3 separate regions of the Mus musculus genome follow, and all the other regions are linked to region 3. A link is a contact called in public promoter capture Hi-C data. All regions are on one chromosome and are shown on one strand. The core of a region is the stretch at or near the end of the contact, and the rest is flanking DNA. Distances in the headings are between cores, read along the strand shown.

What was found. Promoter capture Hi-C pulls out the DNA fragments that hold promoters and counts their contacts. Capture Hi-C pulls out chosen DNA fragments and counts their contacts.
Region 1: a contact with region 3 is called in a promoter capture Hi-C map of liver. The contact joins the promoter of Apoo here to the promoter of Gspt2 in region 3. A contact is called at or near these places in 3 of 39 promoter capture datasets (cranial neural crest and embryonic stem cells), 2 of 484 Hi-C or Micro-C datasets (both in embryonic stem cells), 1 of 115 datasets of contacts at active chromatin or transcription factors (stem cell-derived neural progenitor cells) and 3 of 9 other capture datasets (adipose tissue, liver and macrophages).
Region 2: a contact with region 3 is called in a promoter capture Hi-C map of embryonic stem cells, with 3 times the contacts expected there. The contact joins the promoter of Spin4 here to the promoter of Gspt2 in region 3. A contact is called at or near these places in 10 of 39 promoter capture datasets (the C10 cell line, the HPC-7 cell line, the SN4741 cell line and 6 more), 1 of 484 Hi-C or Micro-C datasets (cranial neural crest) and 1 of 115 datasets of contacts at active chromatin or transcription factors (extraembryonic endoderm stem cells).

Annotation. Positions count from the first base shown.
Region 1 is chrX:94,365,796-94,368,495 of GRCm38.p6, forward strand. Apoo (apolipoprotein O) reads left to right here and starts at 1,315. Exons shown (of 9, transcript NM_026673.4): 1 at 1,315-1,367. The coding sequence starts at 1,359. It overlaps Fam90a1b (family with sequence similarity 90, member A1B), which reads right to left and starts at 982. Exons shown (of 10, transcript NM_001362881.1): 1 at 836-982.
Region 2 is chrX:95,025,303-95,028,002 of GRCm38.p6, forward strand. It overlaps Spin4 (spindlin family, member 4), which reads right to left and starts at 1,380. Exons shown (of 1, transcript NM_178753.4): 1 at 1-1,380. The coding sequence starts at 892. The coding sequence ends at 143.
Region 3 is chrX:94,634,743-94,637,442 of GRCm38.p6, forward strand. Gspt2 (G1 to S phase transition 2) reads left to right here and starts at 1,327. Exons shown (of 1, transcript NM_008179.2): 1 at 1,327-2,700. The coding sequence starts at 1,515.

The sequences.
Region 1 (2,700 bases), core at 65-2,564, 270 kb before region 3:
GCAGTAGGCTGAGCTCTAGGGCTTTCTCCTCCCTGAAACTTTCGAACACCGCAAAGTCCCGCTTTAAAAAAAAAAAAAAAAACCAAAAAACTTTGACCACAAATCACTGAACTAAAGCTCCGATACTACATACTACGACAAACCTAACTTCTTACCGAAGCGCTCCAGCTTGTCCCAGACGCGCGGCGCGCCTTTTCCTTCTCTCTCTCTCTCTCTCTCTCTCTCTCTCTCTCTCTCTCTCTCTCTCTCTCTCTCTCTCTCTCTCTCTCTCTCCCTCAGCGAATAAAAACCCCCCTAATTTCCTTAAGGACAGGTGTGTCCCAATCAGTCTCTGGGTAAAAGGACAAGTGACCTTACACTGAAAAAATCTCCGCATCTCCAGGACGCCCGCCCACAGGGCTTCTTCCATTTTCTGTCGAATTAGGACAGAAACGAAATATGAAATACGCCGTCTTTATCGGACCCGCTAGTGTTCCCTGAGGCTAGCGCTGAGATTTCAAGAGGCAGCCTACCTGGAGTTGAATCCTAGCCTTAGATTTTTCACAGCCTTGGACGCTCGGCCGTGACAATTGTGCCCATAGACTTGGGTGGAAAAAATGAAATTATTAAACCAGCGACAACGCCAGTTTTTCTCGCAAATAGCCAAATACTGCCATTTTACGTCTACAAGTATTAAATGGGACCAATATTTGATTGTCAGATTTACACTTTAGTACTTTAAAAAGAAAAACACCGGTACCGGTCATTTTTTCACAAGTAAGCGACATGTTACATTTAGTTTAAACGTAAAACTTAAGGACCGTTCAGCGCAAGGTAAATTCTTTAAGGGAAAAACCTTTTATGAGGTAAATCGATGCCCCAAGGTCGGGTCGATCCGCTGCTTCTCCCTAAGAGACTGGTGCAGTTTACCCTCGTCCGTCGGGCGCCACCGCCTGGCTGCCTCAGCGTGCAGGATTCTCAACCCTCGCAGCCGGAGCCTGGCAGTGGAGGCGAAAGCCAGTCCCCGGCGCGGCAGGGAGCCAGAGAACCGCCTTCTTCTCACCACAGCGTGCGGCCGCCCACACGGACCTGCAGCCTTTTGCCGCCTAGCAACAGCCTGCAAGGAGGCAGGACTGTCTAGGAGGCGGGGTTTGAATTTGTTAGGTTCCCGCGCGCGCCTCTCGGTTGCTAAGCAACGCGACACGCCACCTAGCGGCGCAGGCCGAGCTTTTGGCGGGTTAAGCTGGCGTCACAGCATCATCTCGTGCTCGCTCGTGGTCAAGGGAATCAGGATCTAACCCGGCCACCGTAGTTGCCTTTTTTATAGTGGGAGGGGCCAAGGGAGGGGTGACCCTGCCGGAGCCGCGGCTGCCAGCGACATGTTCAAGGTGAGAATGTGGAGCCGGGTCACAGCTGTCATTGTCCCCTCTCAGCCTCCAGGAGCCCTCCCCACGCTCCCGGGCGTCTTTTTGGGGACCAGACTCGGTTCCTCCTGAGGCCTTTTTCACCTCCGGGCTAAATTCTGGCTTGGCGGCGGTTCATTCAGCACTCGGTACCAGCACCTGTGAGGTTGTGGAGTGAAACCCTAGATTGGTGGGATCGGCCCTTTGAGCTCTCTCGCGAATGAAACACTTTGAAAAGTTAAAACGCCTCTATCGTGCCCACCTCCTCGGCTAATGCCCTTTTGGGGTTGTGGGGAGGATGAAGCCAGGTCTGGGCGCTGCAGGGTTTGTGGCTTTGGTTGCTTGGCAGGATCAAGTTTCAGAACCTGGCCCGTGGGTGGGGGAGGGTCAGCTTCGGAGGATGTCGGGGATGCTGGCTTGGGGCGGGGCGGGGGGGTCTCTCTCTCTCTCCCCCTCATCCCCCCCTCTCTCCCTCCCTTCCCCTCCCTCCCCCTCCCTCCCCCTCCCCCCCTCTCTCTCTCTGTGTGTGTGTGTGTGTGTGTGTGTGTGTGTGTGTGTATGTAGCTGGAGCTTTACTGCCCAGTGAGCATTAGTATGAAGTCGACTCTTCTCCCCTCTTACAGTTTTTTCGAACTGTCCTCCATAAGATGGACATTTACAGTGAAGACTTTCAAAAACCTGTATTTTAGCATAAATTATTCTTTCTTAAACGGCAAATATATTTTGTCATTAAAAAAACCCCACAGGCTGTGCACACCTTTAATCCCAGCACTCAGGAGGCAGAGGCAGTGGATAAATTCATGAAGATGAGTTCGAGGATAGCCTGGTTTACGTAGCGATTTCCAGGACAACCAGTGTTACATAAAGTTTCTGTCTTAAAAAATAGCCACAGGCAGCCAGAAATCTACAAAATCAAGTCTCAAGAAACACAATATTTACAGAATGGTGCTAATGAAATTTCAGACTTGTGCTCCTCATTTCAAAGTTTCTTGCAGCTGCGGTGGGTGTTTGAGGCACAATAGTAAGGGCTGCAAAATGAGACCATGGCTTCTGCCTTCCAGTGCTGTGGTATTGTCAGTTACTAGCTATATGATAATGGACATGTCACTTAACTCCACTTAACTGCCTGTTCCCCCCCCCCCCCATTGTGAAATTAGGGTAATAAAGTCTAACTGTTAAATACTGAGGGGAATTATGTCACTAAATGCAGAGGAAGGATGGACACTGAACTCATAGATTTGTTGGCTCAGCAATGCCATCAGGGTTTACTATGGCATTTACTATGGCATTGTTGGTCTTCCTTATGGTTTCAAGATGA
Region 2 (2,700 bases), core at 130-2,629, 390 kb after region 3:
TATAAGATATGGAGGCACAATAAGATTTAGCCACTGTCCAGAACTTTTGACCTCAAAATTGACCTCAGAAAAACTTAATTTTGAGAACATAAAATATTTATCCTCTGATAGTTCCACACGTTTCGCAAAGAGGTCTATAAACTTACGGGGTTTTCACCAAGCCATAGACATAAATGTGAATATCATCATCAAACTTAATGAAGTAGACAGATGGCTTGGCTACCACCTGATGAATAAAGATCCCAGTTCTCTTGGACCCGTCGTCTTTGGCGTGTTCCACCTGCTTGCCCACAAGGCTGTCGAGCACCTCCCCAGGCTCCTGTTCAGCTGCAGGGAAGTAGTAGTTGGAATCTGGAATGATACGCAGGTCACCATCTTTGTAGTCGTCCAGCAGGGTGTACATATAGAGGACCGGATCTTTCTCGTAGGTGATGTAAAACCAAGTATCCATGATGGGGGCTCGCGCCAACACCATACCCTTCCACTCATCTTTCTTGCCATGCTCACCTTCGAACACATGTCCCACTGCCTTCCCAACCAGGGAATCGGCCAGGCGAGAGTCAATGCGAGGAGAAGGAACTCTCTCAGGAAGAATCTCCAGCGCTAAAACTCTCTTATCTCTGTGCAGTTCCAGTCCGTACACACTGTCTTTGCCATCATATTTGATGATATACAGAGTGGGCTTCACGGAGACCTGCTCGAGCACAGTACCTTTCCATTGCTCCACGGGCTCATTGCCTTCTTTCCAGCCGTGTTGAATGCGGCAGCCCACGATGTTCCTATGAGTGAGGAAAGTGGGCTTACGGCGCTGCTTCTTGTGAGTGTGCCTTTTCTTCATCAGGTACGCGGACACACCATCCACCCCAGTAGGAGGCACAGTCGGAGGAGACATGGCTCGAGGCTTCGGTGGCCAAAGTAAAGCTGCTCTTTGCTTAACAAGCTGACTAACAGTCAGCAGTGTCCAACGGCAGATATTTTTCGCGATCCGAGAGACTGTATCAGTCCTCTTTTCAGATTTTGTCAGAAAAGAGCTAACTGACTGGGAACTGAGACAGAGAGTGCCGCTCACTAGTGCTTTTTTCCTCCTTCAGGGAGGGGTGACTGCAATAGTGATGGCTCCAGAGAGATGGCGGGCTCCCGGGTTCGTTCTGTCCGCCCCTGGCGCCTTCCCGGACTCCCAAGCCCACGTCCCAGCCAGAATCCGCCACTTAGCTGTTGTCAACGCTGCTGCGGTCGCAGAACGGCAACAGAGAAGAAGTGGACTGTTAACCTGGACCGGAGATAACAGGGATGTTTCGCGGCCACGAAAGTGCAGGCAGTAGCACGTCTCCCAGCAGTTTGCGCTTTGCGCGGCCTGGTCTTGGCAGCGCTTGTCAGCTTGGCCAATCTGCGAAACCGGGATTTTTGTTGCTTAGGGAATCCTCCTCCTCTGAGCCCGCCCTCTCCTTTCCTCCACCCCTCCCGCTTCCGTCCTGCCTTCCGCTCCTGGGGCAGCCACACTGACACAGGCTCTCTCCTTTACTCCCGTGGCCCCCCAGCCGGTTCATTCCCACCAGAACCAGACAGTACAACACCCCTCCTCCCCTGCAGGCTGTCTGCTGCCCAACTGCATACTTCACTGAGGCTCCATCTGCTTTCTATCTTCCAGGAATTCCTCACAAGCAGAAAAAGAAAAGAAAAGTGAAAAAGAAAGAAAAAAAAATACGTGGGGTGGGAGAAATTGTATAAACAAATCTACAATTTCTTTCTTTTTTAAGAAATTTGAAGCGGGATTGGGGAAAAGTCGTGCACAGTCCACCATGTTAACTTAAACTCTCCTTTATATTTTCTACCTGATCATTCGTCCTAACGATTTTTAGTATGTTTTTCTAAGTGGAAGGAAAATATGCTGGTATTTGCTTTTCTAAAACTGAGTGAAATAAAAAGCAAAGCAAAACAAAACTAACTTTAGCCATACAAACCAGGCAAACATCAAAATGTTTATTAAGCTGATTTCTTATTAATATATCTTTCTATAACCTTATGCATTTGAGAGCAACTTTTATATTTCTATACCTTTTTTGCTTACTTTGTCACTTATATCACGAGTAGTTTCTGTCATGATTAAATATGCTGGAAACATGATTTGTTTTTCAGTTTTTTGAGACAGGGTTTCCCTGGGTAGCCCTGACTGTCCTGGAACTCACTCTACATACCAGGCTGGCCTCGAACTCAGAGATATGCCCCCCCCCCCTTCTCTGCCTCCCAAGTACTGGGATTAAAACCATGCGCCACCATGCCAGGCTGGAAACACAATTTTTAATGGTTCCATATGTGAACATAAAGAACACAGCTCTCATCTCAAAATAAAAGATGGTTTATTCTAGAATCAAATATAAGTGACCAAGACCAAGGTCCACAACTTTAGGTTACCCCAAGTTCTATGTTCCAATGTGGTAACAGTTTCATGGAATTTTGTTGGTGTTGTCGCTGCTGTTTATTATTAACCTGTGTGTGCATGAAGTGTCTATGTTGGAAGGGGGCAGAAGTGGAAAAGTGGAAATCAGAAGATAACATTGTGTAGTAACTTCTTTCCTTCCACATTTACTTGAATTCAATGGATTGAACCCAAGTCCACAGGTTTATGCCACAAGTTCCTTTGTAAGATAAGCCTCTTACCCAACTGGCCTCATGAAATTTTTATAGCAGCAAAACAAAGAG
Region 3 (2,700 bases), core at 77-2,576:
GGTTACTTTATGTAATAACAGCCCCTTAAACCTTGACAGATTCTCCTAAACCCATTTAAAGAACGTTGTCCTAGGGTCACAAAATGTTCCAGTACCTGTGCGGGGTGCTGCCCAGAAGTCTATCTTTACATTTTACTTCTCAGTTTTTCCTATTATTTTTCTTTTTTCTGCAATAAAAGAAATAAACCATTACCAGGGAAAAAGAACCAAGGGCAGGTAAAGGTGGGAAATAAATAGCACACAGCTGTGGCAGCTCCATAGTGAGCACTATCAAGGGCCCTGATATTCTCATGAAGTATGGAGAACATAGTGATCAAATTACCAGTCATCCACTTGGTTTTATAACGTCTTACTTTGTTATTGGGTTGATTTAAAACAAATGCCTACAACTCCACCTGGGAAAAGTAAATTGGATCATCCCCAGCTTTCTCCTCTCTGATTGCTATAATTTACAAACAAGTACATCCAGGATTTAGATAAAATATCAACCATTTTTGAGGGTGATAGTCTATTAATGAGAACTATAAAGGATTTTCTACACTTTAGAGGCCATAGTGGCTTTAATTGAGCTTACAGCCAGTTTCTTTTTACCTCTGCCACTGCATTGATTCCTATTGCAAACTCAGTTCTGGTTTCCGAACGAAGCTGAAAGGGCATGGCCTGTGATTCTTGTAGAAGTCCTGGTATATAGGTACAACTACAGATGGTTGGAAAGGTACAGTGGCCTTACTCCAGAGAATGGCCTGCCTGCTACTGTCCGGATACTTGCATATAAAATGATTAGAATAATTGTTAAAAATTGCTTTCCTTGGTAATTTAAAAAGACCATTAACCCCATCCTTAAAATGCAAGCGGATGGGGGCATCAATGGGAACAAAAAGCCTCTCGATTTCAAATTAATTCGTGATTTTAAGTTGCAATTACTATCTTGATTCATTCTATAAATCCCCGTGTAAGCGCTACTGACCTCCCACCCCGCTTGTTGCTCATTTTTTGCCTCCCATTTGTTCAATAGGAATTTTCGTTTTATGTGAAGATTTTAGAATTTTAAGTCAGGTGTATCTAAGGCTTAATCATTGGAACGTGGTCAAATCATTCTGTCAGATTGTGTGAACCAAAATAAATAGAAAATCTCGTGTTTTTTTCTTTTTCTTTTCTTTTTAAATTGTACTTGGAGACTCAGCCTCTGACTGAGAACTAACGGGGACAAACCTACGGATGGCAGCGAGGGGTCAATTCACCACAGGCGTTGGGTCAGGGGTGGAGGAGTCGGAAGTGATTGGGATTTGGGGGAGGAGATTCGCTCACACATTGGAGCTGAGCCTTGAGCGGCCATATCTGCCGCCGCCGCAGCTGTGAGTGCAGCATCTGCGCTTAGCTGCCTCCGCGCCGCTAAGGTTCGCGTCGCTCGCCCGTGGCCCGTGGCTGTTCCTGCCTTACTACCACCGGTAGAACCCTCTCCTCCTGACCTGCCTACCTCGCTCCTTCTCCGCCGCACCCCGGCTGCTCACACCATGGATCTCGGCAGCAGCAGCGACTCGGCTCCCGACTGCTGGGATCAGGTGGACATGGAAGCCCCGGGTTCGGCTCCGAGCGGGGATGGAATCGCCCCCGCAGCCATGGCAGCGGCTGAGGCCGCGGAAGCCGAGGCCCAGCGCAAGCATCTCAGCTTGGCCTTCAGCAGTCAGCTCAACATCCACGCCAAACCTTTCGTGCCTAGCGTAAGCGCAGCGGAGTTCGTGCCGTCCTTCCTGCCTGGATCGGCCCAGCCGCCCGCCCCCACAGCCTCCAGCTGCGACGAAACCTGCATCGGTGGCGCCGGGGAGCCTGAAGGTAAACGGATGGAATGGGGAGCACCTGTAGAACCTTCCAAAGATGGCCCTTTAGTGTCGTGGGAGGGTTCCAGTTCAGTTGTTACCATGGAACTTTCAGAACCTGTTGTAGAAAATGGAGAGGTGGAGATGGCCCTAGAAGAATCTTGGGAGCTTAAAGAAGTGAGTGAAGCAAAGCCTGAGGCTTCTTTGGGAGATGCAGGGCCCCCAGAAGAAAGTGTCAAGGAAGTGATGGAGGAGAAAGAGGAAGTAAGGAAATCAAAATCTGTGTCCATACCATCAGGTGCACCTAAGAAAGAACACGTAAATGTGGTCTTCATTGGGCATGTGGATGCTGGCAAGTCAACCATTGGAGGACAAATAATGTTTTTGACAGGAATGGTTGACAGAAGGACACTTGAGAAATACGAACGAGAAGCTAAGGAGAAGAATAGAGAGACCTGGTACTTGTCCTGGGCCTTAGATACAAACCAGGAAGAACGAGACAAGGGTAAAACAGTGGAAGTGGGCCGTGCGTATTTTGAAACGGAAAAGAAGCATTTCACAATCCTAGATGCCCCTGGCCACAAGAGTTTTGTCCCAAATATGATTGGCGGTGCCTCTCAAGCCGATTTAGCTGTGCTGGTGATCTCTGCCAGGAAAGGGGAATTTGAGACTGGATTTGAAAAAGGTGGACAGACAAGAGAACATGCAATGCTGGCCAAAACAGCAGGGGTAAAATACTTAATAGTGCTTATTAATAAGATGGATGACCCCACAGTAGATTGGAGCAGTGAGCGATATGAAGAATGTAAAGAAAAACTGGTGCCCTTTTTGAAAAAAGTTGGTTTCAGTCCAAAAAAGGACATTCACTTTATGCCCTGCTCAG